Linked DNA regions of Mus musculus: region 1 is linked to region 2. The links are chromatin contacts, called in public HiChIP or PLAC-seq maps. All regions are on one chromosome and are shown on one strand. The core of a region is the stretch at or near the end of the contact, and the rest is flanking DNA. Distances in the headings are between cores, read along the strand shown. Region 1 has its middle 9.0 kb from the start of Gm30706. Region 2 holds the start of Map3k9 (mitogen-activated protein kinase kinase kinase 9).

Region 1 (6,448 bases), core at 2,700-5,199, 36 kb after region 2:
TTTCTGTGTGTCGGGAGCTTACAAAATCTCTCTGGAATAACTAGGTCAGCTTTTTAACTGTCTACCACTCAGTCAGAAGGGGCCAAACCAGATCAGACGTGCAGCTCTGGCCTCTCCATAACCCCTCCTCCTCCACGATCCCTCTAGACTTCTCAGATTTTAAAGCAAAACTCAAGTCTGCAAACAAATGACCCTCTCCAAGCTGTCCTTGCTTTTAGCTGTGATGGCCTTTCAGCCTGAAGCCTAATGCAGAAATTAAATAACAATTAATTAATTTAATTAGTGCAGTGTTTTTCTTTGATTCGCCCAATTCAGAAAATGATGTTAATATCTACACTCTTTCTCTCCTGATTCAAATCCAAGCACTAAGCATTTCTCATAGCCTGACCCAGCCACCTTCTTAGGTATATGGAGAAGTCTGGGGGAAGCTTGGGTGTCCTAACATCCACAGAAAATAAAGGAAGGAAGGAAGGAAGGAAGGAAGGAAGGAAGGAAGGAAGGAAGGGAGGGAGGGAGGGAGGGAGGGAGGGAGGGAGGGAGGGAGGGAGGAAGGGGGAGAGAGAGAGAGAGAGAGAGAGAGAAGGAAGGAAGGAAGGAAGGAAGGAAGGAAGGAAGGAAGGAAGGAAGGAAGGAAGGGAGAGAGAGAGAGAGAGAGAGAGAGAAAGGGAGAGAGAAGGAAGGAAGGAAGGAAGGAAGGAAGGAAGGAAGGAAGGAAGGAAGGAAGGAAGGAAGGAAGGGTTCTCCTATGTCAGATGGAGAGACTCAAGGCGGGGTCAAAGCTAAGTCAGGTGTGAAGAGATGACTAGACCCTCCCCTTCCACAGGGAGGTCAGTGACAGGCAGCAGGTTGGGTCCTGGGAGAAGCTGATGGAAAACCAGGCAAGCAGACTGAATTCTTTCCTGCTTAGGATGTAATTCTACAGTTGTGAAGACTGTATCAGAGATGCTCTCCCATCACACCCAACACTTCACATGACCTGATAGAGAACCAACAGTGGGCAAGCGAGATACTAGTTCAATTAGTCTTCTCGTTGCTATGACAAAATACTATACAGAAGTGATGTAGAGGGAAAGACTCATTTTGGATCTTTGTGTAGGGGAAGGTTTGCTGGAGAGTGTGGCAGCAGGGGCGTGAGGCAGAGGATGCTGACAGCTGGCTTCCTCCTTCTCCCTTTTCAGGTAGCCTGGGATCCTAGCACATGAGATGATGTCGCCCACATTAGGGGCAGGTTCTCCCCTCCCAGGCTGGAAAGAGACACCATCACACTCAAACACACCCAAAGGTGTTTTTAACACTTTGGAGTTTAACACTAACACTCTAAGTGTGTCTTGATGCAATCAAGTTGACAATTACCATCGCAGGTAACTATTTACAACTTTGGCTCAGGAGCTCAACTTCACCAAAATGTCAGACTCTGCTAAGAGAAGGCACCCTATGAAGATGAAATGGGCCCTTGGCCTTCTCAAGAAGTATCCCCCCCCCCCCCGTACTCCCATTTCCAAATGTAAGGAATAACTTGGATACATAACCCACTGAAACCTCACCAAGTTCTGGTGGCCTTTTGAACTGAACACAAATCAAATAAGTGCATTTTCTCTGAAAGTCAGAGCACAGCACACTAGCACCATCTGAACAGCCAAGCCTTGCTTTAAATGATTAAAATCTAGCAGGGGACTGTAGGTGACAAGGCAGGGGTAGCATTTCTCCATCTTTTTCACCCAACGATGGAAGTCTATTGAGATTAATAAGACCAGCCACGGGTCAAGGGTAATCTGGGAATTCCAACTAGTTCTATGACTGCATGAGTCATGTTACTGTTTGAGCTTTGGTCTCTGCACTTGGAGACATTAGGACTACGTTGGGTTTCGCCAACTTCAATTGTGTTATCTTCCCAGGTCTATTTCATGGAGTACTCATAAAGTGCGTGGCTTAGCCAGCAGATATTTTATGTACCTTGTACTTCTGGAGGTTACAAGTCTGAAATCAAGATGCTGTTAGGCTTGCTCTCTCTTGAGGGCCTTGAAAATCTGTTTCTTGTACTTTCCTGGCTCCTACAGCCTTGGGAATTCCTTAGCTTGTAAAGATGGACACCTTTTTGCCTATGGCTTCATGTTGCTCTCCCTCTGTATAAATTTCTGCTTTTTAATTTTTTTTGTAAAGATGCCATTTGTATAGGATTAAGAGCAACTCTGACAATCTCATCATGACGTAATTTTCTATATAGATTCCATTTTTATTGTCTCATTTTTATGTTATGTGTATGGGTGGTTTTGGCTGCATGTGTGCCTATGTACCATGTGTGTGCAGAGGCCATAAAAGGATGTTAGATCTTTTGGAATAGGAATATCAAATGTTTGTGAGCCACCATATGGGTGCTGAGAAGCAAACTTGGTTTCTCTGGAAGAGCAGCCAGTGTTCTTAGCTACTGAGCCATCTCTCCAGACCCAAAATAAATATGAAGACACATAGGTTCTGAAGATTAAGACTTCAATATCTTTTTTTCCCTTGAGATGAGTTTTTTTTCCTGTGTAGGTAGACCTGGATGTCCTGGAACTCAGAGATCCTCCCCAGTGCTGGGATTAAAGTTGTATGCCATCACCACCTGGTGAGACGTCAACATCTTTTAGTAGGAACAACATTCAATTCATAGATTAATTTAAGAGAGAGAGAACACAAGACCTTACAACATGTACATTGAACCACCTGTAAGAGGAAGGAGCAGGGCTGGTGAGATGGCTCAGCGGTTAAGAGCACTGACTGCTCTTCTGAAGGTCTGAGTTCAAATCCCAGCAACCACATGGTGGCTCACAACCATCCGTAATGAGATCTTCATCTGTGTCTGAAGACAACTACAGTGTACTTAGATATGATAATAAATAAATCTTTAAAAAAAAAAAAAGAGGAGGAAGGACCATGGATAGGAACCCCACTAGCTTGTTCTTGTGCGGCACACAATAGCCAGCAAAGCAGTGTTTCTCACCCTGATGGGCGTGACCTCCTTGAGGATTTAAAAACCCTTTCATGGGAGCTGCATATCAGACATCCCACATATCAAGTATTTATATTCCAATTTATAACAGTAGCAAAATTACGGTTATGAAGTAGCAACAAAATAGTTTTATGGTTGGAGGTCACCCCAGCATGACTGTATTAAAGGGTCACAGCCTTAGGAAGGTTGAGAACCAATGCAGTAGAGAAAGAATGTTCCTGGGGATTCTTTACAATGCCAGGAATACAAATTCAGGAGCTCAGACACACACACACACACACACACACACACACACACACACACACACACACTCACACACACACACACACACACACACACGGGTCTGTTTGTCAGGCAGCCATACTCAAGCATGTAACCCCACACTTTCAGGCTAGAGAAGCCAAAGTCTTGTTCATTCACTAACCGGCTCCCTGTGTCTATACAAAACCCATCTTGATTTTGCCCACTGAGTGAAAATGTAAATCCCATTGGCTCACCCAATCCCACAGACTCCTAGCAGAAAAGCCTTTTGTGAGCTGTTTGTTCAAGTCAGAACCCGGAGAATGTGCTGGGTCCTAACCAAAGATCAGTTTCTCTCTGCCTCTGCCTTTCTCCCCTGGGTTTTACCATTGCCTCCTTGGCTTAGTGCGGTGTGAGTTTGTCACGACTCCCTGCCTTACCCATATGATCTCTGAGGAGAAAAGCAACATCTTTGGTAGCGACCTGTACAACAATGGAAACAAAATTAAAAAAACAAAACAAAACAAAACAAACATTCCTCCCTGGATGACTGGGGACAGATGGGAGCCAAACCATTTCCTTCAGTCCCTGAGCTCATTGTTTCTCCCCAGTGACTTCTGCGATCCACAAAGAGCTTCAAATTCCAGGAAGACAGTGTTCTTATCCAATCCCTCCCCCACATTTACCCTTTTGGTTTTCTTTCTAGAGAGCGGAAGGGGGTGGGGGGCAGGGATCCTTGAAACACCGCCAGATGCAGTATTCCCAAGCGTGTGTGAATGGAGGTGTGAGTCCAGCCTTTTGTTGTTGTTGCTGTTGCTCTGGGTTTGTTTGTTTGCTTGTTTGTTTGTTTGTTTGTTGGAAGAAAGGAAAGAGGAAAAGTAAGAGTCTTTTAAAATGATGGAACTGGGCACGGAGAAAAATCCAGGTCAGTGGAGCAAAGCTCCAAAGCAGAAAGGGGGCGGACAAAAAGCAATGCTCCTCCCCCTGCTCAGCAGAAAGGGGGCGGGCTGAAAGCAATGCTCCTCCCTCCTGCTCAGCTCACCCAGTGTGAGCCAGGCTAGTTCAATGCTTCATGTGACTCTAACCTAATAAAAGGAGATCATGACGTATAAACATGCTACTGCGTAGTGAGAATACTACTAAACAAATCATTTACTCTTGCCATTTGTGACCGCTAAAATATACCTAAACAAGAGTGCATCAGGTTATATATATATATATATATATATATATATATATATATAAAGCTGTTTCTCTCTTTCTCTTTCTCTCTCTCTCTCTCTCTCTCTCTCTCTCTCTCTCTCCTTCTCTCTTGTTTTTTATTTTGGTTTGGTTTGGTTTGGTTTTTGGTTTTTTGAGACAGGGTTTCTCTGTGTAGCCCTGGCTGTCCTGGAACTCACTCTGTAGACCAGGCTGGCCTCGAACTCAGAGATCCGCCTGCCTCTGCCTCCCAAGTGTTGGGATTAAAGGCATGCACCACCATACCCAGCTTTTGTTTTGGTTTTGGTTTTATGTTTTTTTGGTTTGTTTTCTTTTCTTTTCTTTTTTTTTTTTTTTGGACTTTCTTTTTTCCTTAAAAATTTATTTATGTTATTTCTATGAGTACACTGTAGCTATCTTCAGAGGGCATCAGTTCCCATTATAGATGGTTGTGAGCCACCATGTGGTTGCTGGGAATTGAACACAGGACCTCTGGAAGAGCAGTCAGTGCTCTTAACCATTGAGCCATCTCTCCAGCCCACAGTGTGTCAGTTTACAACACGGTCTTTCCTTTGCCCTTTGAGAGACACTCTGGCTTTCTTCATTCCCTGCTGTGTCTGGGCAGCTGGTTTTTATGGGTTAAATATCTTTTGCTTGGGGCTAGCTGCAAGCATCTTCAAGAGATGAGAAAATACAAAGAATGACATGCTTATCTTTGTGGCCATTCCTGATGATGGGTCACCATGGTTGGCTACTTCTCCATACTGAAGATCACAACTTCAGTAAGGGGAGGGGAACATCTTCTTGCAGCCTACTCTTCTTGCAACAGCAACCTGGCCTTTCTGCTCACCCCATATGTTGGGTTTTTACACAGTTGCACATTTGTTTTCCATCCATTCTGTCACTTTTATAAGATTAGTCCCTGAACATCTTAATAAGTTGTCCAGTGTAAGTGTACTCTGTATTGCCAAGAGGTGTCCTGCCTGTTACAACACATGTAGTCTCTTAAGTGTCATCTGATTGGATGGTCTGGTCTCCTTGAAGTCTTGCATGGTTCTGTGCACAGACAAAAGCATTTGTAATTCATACGTTGATGGTTTGTTTTTTTTTTTGGGGGGGGGACTCTTTTATTTGGTCTGGCTCCTCTTTCCAAAGTCACACTCCCAGACCCACATAGAGAATCATACAGGAGTCTATCCATTCACACAGATCTTGAGGACTCATTCATGGGATCTATCTATTCACACATGAGACCATTTAACAATGGATGATCATTACTGCTGCCCACTACCTCCTCTGAATGACATTTTGCTGTACACAGTGCGTGGTGGGATGAAACAGAACCAGTAGGTGGTTTGGAGCCTACCTGTCCCAGATGCAGCTCTTGGCGATGCTGCTTACTAGTTGAGTCCCAAGAGGAAAGCTAAAGGGAGATCCCAAGAACCAGTTTTGTTACATAGAACCGTGAATTACAGAAATGCCACACCTCTTCCTCTTTCTCTGCCATCAGTGTGGTCAACCTGGAGTCCTTTGTTCCTTGTGTACACAGATGTCAGTGGTAGGATAAACCAGGATCCTGGGAAAAGGAGACAGAAAAGATAGGTCCGGTGTGGTGGTCCGAATGAGAATGGCCCCCATAAACTCATGTATTTGAGTGTGTGTACTATTAAAATAGCTGGTGTACTATTTTGGGAGAGATTAGAAGGTGTGGCTATGTCAGAGGAGATGTGTCTGCCTTGGAGGTTTAAAAAGCCTGTGCCAGCCTTACTGTCTCATTCCGCTGTGCAACTCTGAGATTTCTGCATTCCCCCAAATTATCAACAGTATGAATTACAAATGCTTGGTCTGTACACAGAACCATGCAAGGCTTCAAGGAGCTGTAAGCTCTCAGCTACTGCTCCAGCGCCATGCCTGCCTACATCCATGCTCCCTGCCACAAGGACAGTCATAGACTCTTCCTCTGAGGCTGTGAGCCAGCCGTCAATTAAATGTTCTTTTTTCTAACTTCCCCTGGTCATG
Region 2 (6,375 bases), core at 1,255-3,754:
TTGTTCATGAACGTCACGTAACTTGTACATTCTCATGTTAGCTGTCCCTAAAACAGCATCACTGAACTCCACCCACTCTCAGCTGGAGGATGCTGTAGCCAGGTAGTGGTGCACGCCTTTAATCCCAGCGCTCAGAAGGCAGAGAAGGAGGTACATCTCTGAGTTTGAGGCCAGCATGGTCTACAGAGCGAGTTCCAGGACAGCCAGTACTAGGCAGAGAAACTCTGTCTCAGAAAACCAAAACTAAACAAACCAACACACTGTGTTTCCTAATATATCAGATTATTCATGTCTTTCAACATATGGTCAAGCTCATCTCCAGCACTAATTCCAAACACCATGTTGGGCCCCTTCATTGGTCTCTGTCTTACCAGCATTGCCAAAAATCTGTAGCACTCAAAAGCAATCTAAAACAACTTGCCTGCCATTTTTGGGCATTATAAACATCAAAATGTATAAACAAGAAACTGAATGAAAGGGGATATGTCTAAGGAAAACTAAAGACCTGAATCGCTTGACAGTCAAAAGGCCAAAGGGAAAAGAAGAAAACAAGAAGCTGCCATTCTATTTCAAAATCATCTTAAAGTAATGTAATTATTCATTAAAATAATTGTTCATGTAAAAATAAGTAACAGATAACTATCATAGATGAAAATTTAAAACTAAACACTCAAAGTTAGCCCTTTGTAATGGCTTCTCTTTTTTAAATCAAGTACATAAGACAAGGAACAAACTGCTACCATATATGTAAGAATGCCTTCTAACTGGAATTATGGAAATTCTTAAACGCTATAAACTGCACTTAGAGAGACTGCCATCTTCTAAACCAATCAAGAATATACAAGTGATTAAGAAATTACAATGGCAATTTAACTCGAAAGAAAGAAAGAGAAAGAAAGGAAGAAAGAAAGAAAGAGAGAGAGAGAGAGAGAGAGAGAGAGAGAGAGTGGGTGGGTTTTGCTAGGAACATGGAACGGTTCCTGGGAAATTGGTGAAAACCAGGACACAGGGAGAAAGGCCCTGGGAGGGAACCCTGGTCCTGGCCCCTGAGATTTGGCCAATGCCAAATATAGGCAAGGATCTAGGGTGGAAAAAAAAAATGTGTTGTGTGAACAGTATGGCTGTATGGGACAAGGACTTAGCCACTGTACCTGCTGATCCTGAACTCCCACGAGGGACAGACATACTTTCTCCCTCTAATTATTTCTCCACTCATAACTTTGCCCCCTCCCCTTGTACACACCTTTCCTAACATAATATTCGGCAAGATTCCTCAGGGTACAACTTTGAAATACAGTACGAGAACCCAAGAAACCAACACGAGATTTCAAAGGCACCTGACTCCTGAGTTCACACACGCTTCCGGGACTTGTGAACCTGCCCAGGCAGGCGGGAGGCACCTCCACTCCTCTCTAGACAAATACCTTTAAGAGGCGGAGACAAGAAACAGAAAAGGTCCGCCGGGTCCTTGATTAGGGAACTAAGGTTACTGGTGACAGTAACCACCTGCTCTCCAAAACCCTTCCAGATCTGGAGGGGCACAAGGGGCGGGGGGGGCGGGGGGGGGTAAGGGGTTGGGACGTAAGGAGACTCCTGCTAGGGTTTCAAGAGTTGCTACTTGAGCGAGTCAGATGACGGTGAAGAAGCCCGGTGTTCCAGGCAGGGCCTGCGACTCTGGAGCTTCTGGGTAGCACCAGCTAAAGCCCCTGCAGCCAAAGTGCCCACCCATGCCCGGGCCAGTCGCTCCCCACTCGGGACTGCTCTTCGCCCATCCTTAGGCCTCAGCCCCCCGTCCCCACCGGGCACCGGTGCCCGCCTTCTTACGCTGAATGGGCGGGTAGCAGCTGGGGTCCTCGGCGCCCGGCTGGCAGCGGCTGGAGAAGGCGCTACGCGGGGTCACGTAGTTGCTGGGGAAGATGCCCACCCGCTGGTTCAGCTGTCCGGTCCACCAGCCCTCATCGCCGGACACCTGCGAGTCCTTGGACAGCACCTCTACCACATCGCCCAGCCGCAGGGTCAGCTCGTCCTCGCCCGCCGCCTCGTACTCGAACACAGCCGTCCAGTAGGGCAGCGCGGCGTGAGATCCCAGCTCGGCCGCCGCCTCCTCCTCGTCCTCCTCCTCTTCGGCCCCAGCGCCCGTGGCATCGTCCCCCGGCGGGGCGGCAGTGGCACTCGCCAGGCAGCCGAGAAGCGATCTGGAGGACTCCATGGAGCGGCTGGTCCATAGGGTGCGGGGCGGCCGCCCGCGGGAGCCGCCGCCGCCTATTGTTCATGCGGCTCGGCAGCGCTGGGGGCTCCGCGCCCCCGACGGCCGCCGCAGGTAGGGCCCGAGCAGGCTGGGCGCGCGAGAGTCGAGGACGCCCGGTGCGCACCGCGAGCGCGCACCGCGGACAGGGGCGCGGCGCAGTCCCGGCCGCCTGGCGCCCCCGCGGGCGGCCTCGCCCCTCGGCGGCTCCCACCTGCTCGTGCCGCCCGTGCCCGCCGCCCGCTGGCCGCTCCCTCCCCTCCCCGCCCCGTGCGCCCCGCCTCCCGCACGCCCGGGACCACCTGACGCGAGCCTGGCTCCGCCCCAGCCCTGCGGACCCGGGGGCGGGGCCTCCAGGATGGGCCCGCCTCCACAGCCAACCCATCCTCCCATTGGCCCGCCGCGGCTGTCCGTCTCCTGAGGGTGGCTGAGACCTCATTGGGTGGCTCCCGAAGGTGAGACCCAGCGTGCGTTCGGACAGTCCGAGCGGGCTGCGGAGCCCTCTGTCTTTTGTCCGCGCCGTTTGGTCCTACGGGCTGCGCCAATTCCCGGTTCAGATGGATCTGCTGTTCCCCTATTTGGCCACGGGGACCAGCTTACGTCCACTGTCGCCGCTACGCACACACTCACACCCCGGAACCTTATGGCTAGCGATGGAAGAACTCTTTCGATTGCTCTGCTGGCCTTAATGAAGACTGTGTTCATCTTTGTAAGAAGAAGTTCCTGGCCATTGTTATTAGAATTCCGAAAGGGGAGGTCTCCTAGTGGGGCTTCCGCAGGCTCGGGAAGTCATGCGGAACCAGCTAGTTTGCGCTTGCCTTGTGAAACTGGCTATATCTAGGACCCTGGTGACTGGATACCCAGTTTCCAAAGACTAAAGGAGTAAAGGCGGGTGCTGCCTGCCATTCTTGGGCAAGGGCTGACCTATGCTATGTCTTTTTGTTACCTGCCGCCACCACCCCCAAGGACCTTAACCTCTTTTACATGTTTTTAAGCCTGTCATAGCAATGGCTTCCATATTTCAGCCATGGTAACTACCAAACTGTATTTCCAAGACAGGCATTGATGTGATTTGTGTAACAAGAGTCAGTACTTCATTGTTTATTTGCTCATTTGTGGTTTTGAAGCAAGATCTTACTGGGTAGGCCATACTGGCCTCTCATTATCTCGCTGCCTCAACTGCCCAAGTCTTGGGATTACAGGCGTGTGCCAATGTGCCCCACCAGACCATTTTTGTTTCATTTTAATTTGAAGTTTAATATTAGGCAAACTGGAGCAATTTGAAAAAATAGCGAGGCAGCTACATGACCTTGGGCAGGTGCCATCTGTTTATCCTTGAAGTGAAGACCGTGGAGGGAAAAGCCTCCTGTGTTTTAGTTTTGGACATCCAGTGATTTGCAAGGGGCTGTGACTACATTGTAAAGGGAGACACTGTGCACATTTAAGGTCTTGGGAAAGGGATGAGATGGTACTGTTCAAGGAGCATCCAGACAGTCCTGGGGACGGAGATCCGGAAGTAAATCCCCTAACGCAGTCAAGTTTATAGGAGGGTCTAACATGTTCAATTCCTGGGAGGGTCAGTAAACTGGGAAATACATGCGTGAGTCTGGATAGATTCTCTTGATAGAAGCCACTCTGCCTACAAGAGGATGGGAAAGGGAAAATAGTGTTTAAACAAATATTTTATTTAATAAAATTTTCATGTGTGTGAGAAAGGAGTCTTACAAAGTAGATAACACACACACACACACCCTGGAGGGGCTGTAGAGATAGATGGCTTGGTGGTTGAGAGCATTGACTTCTCCAGAGGACCCAGATTCCGTTCCCATCCCCCACTATGGCACCTCCTGTAACTTCAGGGGAAATGACATACTTGACTGGTCTCTATGGGCACTAGGAATGCACATGGCGCGCACACAGGCAAAGCACTCAAGCACAGAGAATGGTTTTACAAAGATGAAAACTGGAAAGGAGGATGTTAACTGGGTCTTCAAGTCGTACAATTATTGATGGATTGCAGCTTTTTGAATTGTCATTTTTCTCCCCTACTCACGCGTGGCCATTTCCACACACCTCTTCTCCCTGGAGGAGCAGATGAGAATAGTCCTGGCTCCCTAAGAGTAAAAGAAAAAAAAAAAAGAATGCCCTGCTCAATTTAAATATTTAATGCTCCAGCAAGTGCTTAGAGCCTCATGAAGAGTCACTCACCAAACATTCCAAAAAGTCACTCTCTAAATATTTGTTGAATGGATAAGTGCTAAGAACTCAAACTAGGGAAGATCCTTCAGACCACAGTTGCCTAGCAGGGCTTCATGGTAGAGAAGCAGAAACAGAACCGGTCCCAGAGAGGTACGGGGGGTGGGGGGGGGAAGAGGATAAGAAAGAATGCTGGAAACCTACTGAGGTTGGGTTGCAGAAGGCTTGGTAGCTATTTGATTCACATTAATAATTATTTAATTGATCATTTGAAATGATTTAATAACAAAGGTGTTTGCCATAAGGGCAGCAACCGGTCTGACTTGTTCCTTATAGCTTTCCTGGCGTCTCAGAACGCCTGGCACATAGCTAGTCACCTCTCTGGACAGTCACACCTGGTGGCTGGCTTGGCTATAAGCCTAGGAAGTCTGGGTTTTGTTTAGCAGACCAAGGTTATCACAGGGCCAGGGAAATGGTTCACTGGGTAGGAGTGCCTGCTCCACAAACATGAGTACCTGAGTTCAAATCCCTAGCACCTGTGTAAGAAGCTAGCCGTGGCTGTGGGTGCCTGTAACCCCAGCACTGTAGAGCAGACAGGCTGAGACCTCCCTGTCTGGCCATCCTTGCTGAATCATTAGGAGGCTATGAGCAGGGCTTTGGGGTAAAATAACTGAGAGTTTGCCACCCTTGCGTTCCTCAGCTGGGAGTTGAGGAATGTTAGCCAGAAAAGCAACATTTTCTCTACCACACTGGAAAGAAGAGCATCAAGCAGGAAAAGACAGGTGTCCATCAGTGATAGCATTAAACTTAGATCAGATCCTGACTGTATCCCGAAAAACAATCTACCTCTGTACGAGACAAGATTTTATTACTTGTTGTTAATTATACATTAATTATATATGTTCACTAAGTAATTATATTTTGTTCCATTAAATATTTATATGTTTCCTTATGACACTTTCATACTTGTATATATTTTTATCATCAATCTCCATTACCCTCTCTTGTTCCCTCCCCATTCCCAACTAGTCTCGCTTCTATATTCATCTTTGTGTGTGTGTGTGTGTGTGCATGTGTGCATGTGTGTGGTATGGGTGTATGATGTGTGGTGTGTGTTTGTTTGTGTGTGGTATGTGTGTTTGTGTGTGTGTATGTGACCTATTCAGTCTCCTTAGAGTTGCTTACAGGAACATGAGGACTACTTACAGAAGTCCGAGCACCTTTCCCTGGCTACCTCACTGAAGAAAACAGCAAGACAAGTTTTTGGTGCTGGTTCCTCAATTGTATGGTAGCAGAACATGCCTTCCGTGGGTGTTATAGAGTTAAACAAGACAAGCCTCTCAAAGCATGCTGTTTAGCGTCAGCGACCGTATTTCTTTTTCTCAGATTCCACCCTTTAGCAGCACCTTAGAACGTAGTAGGTCTTGACTGGAAACTAGGGTCGCTCTCAAAAAATGAGAATTAAACTAGAGTTGAAAAATAAGGGAGGCAGGAATAAAGAAAGAGATAAAGAAGAGGGGGGAGGTTAGAGGAAGGCCAATAAGGGAACAAGGGATTGCATTCGAATTCTAATTGATGCTTATTGGCAAGTTAAATCCCTGTATCCTAGATCCCTCCTGTGAAAAGAATAATACGATTTCTCCGGCCTCCTAGACTAAGGGACAGGATGTATGGTTTATACTTAGTGCAGAATCCAGCACCTAATTATCACCATTGATCCTAAAATTCAGTTTACTAAGTGACTGTCACCTTCCCCCTAGGTCTTTTTGGGGACATCTTACTTTAATTGGCAAATACCCATTGTACATAGTGATGGGCTTCGTGGGCTTTGGCTTCTGTTTTCAAGGATACCATGTACCTTTGACCATATCTGTCACCCCACCCTCTCTTTACTCTTCCCTCCCCTCTTGTCTTTCCCAATCGTCCTTCTGCCT

The links. HiChIP or PLAC-seq counts read pairs in DNA pulled down with a chosen protein or histone mark.
Region 1: an H3K27ac HiChIP or PLAC-seq map of embryonic stem cells shows a contact between it and region 2, with 5 read pairs. The contact joins the enhancer-like site here to the promoter of Map3k9 in region 2. A contact is called at or near these places in 2 of 15 datasets of contacts at CTCF or cohesin (CD8 T cells and the NIH/3T3 cell line), 1 of 484 Hi-C or Micro-C datasets (embryonic stem cells), 4 of 115 datasets of contacts at active chromatin or transcription factors (CD8 T cells, embryonic stem cells and stem cell-derived anterior neural progenitor cells) and 3 of 9 other capture datasets (adipose tissue, liver and pancreatic islet).

The regions. Positions count from the first base shown.
Region 1 is chr12:81,813,087-81,819,534 of GRCm38.p6, forward strand. No RefSeq gene overlaps it. Among named protein-coding and RNA genes, the nearest start is that of Gm30706, 9.0 kb to the left of the region's middle. Within about 2 kb of position 3,950, at least 74 of the 459 cell types and tissues checked have an H3K27ac peak or open chromatin away from gene starts, as enhancers often do. A contact at or near this core is called in adipose tissue, embryonic stem cells and stem cell-derived anterior neural progenitor cells, where this site is marked.
Region 2 is chr12:81,778,666-81,785,040 of GRCm38.p6, forward strand. Map3k9 (mitogen-activated protein kinase kinase kinase 9) reads right to left here and starts at 2,505. Exons shown (of 11, transcript NM_001174107.1): 1 at 1,825-2,505. The coding sequence starts at 2,209. It overlaps Gm46366 (a long non-coding RNA gene), which reads right to left. Exons shown (of 3, transcript XR_001780649.2): 2 at 4,299-4,359; 3 at 3,355-3,884.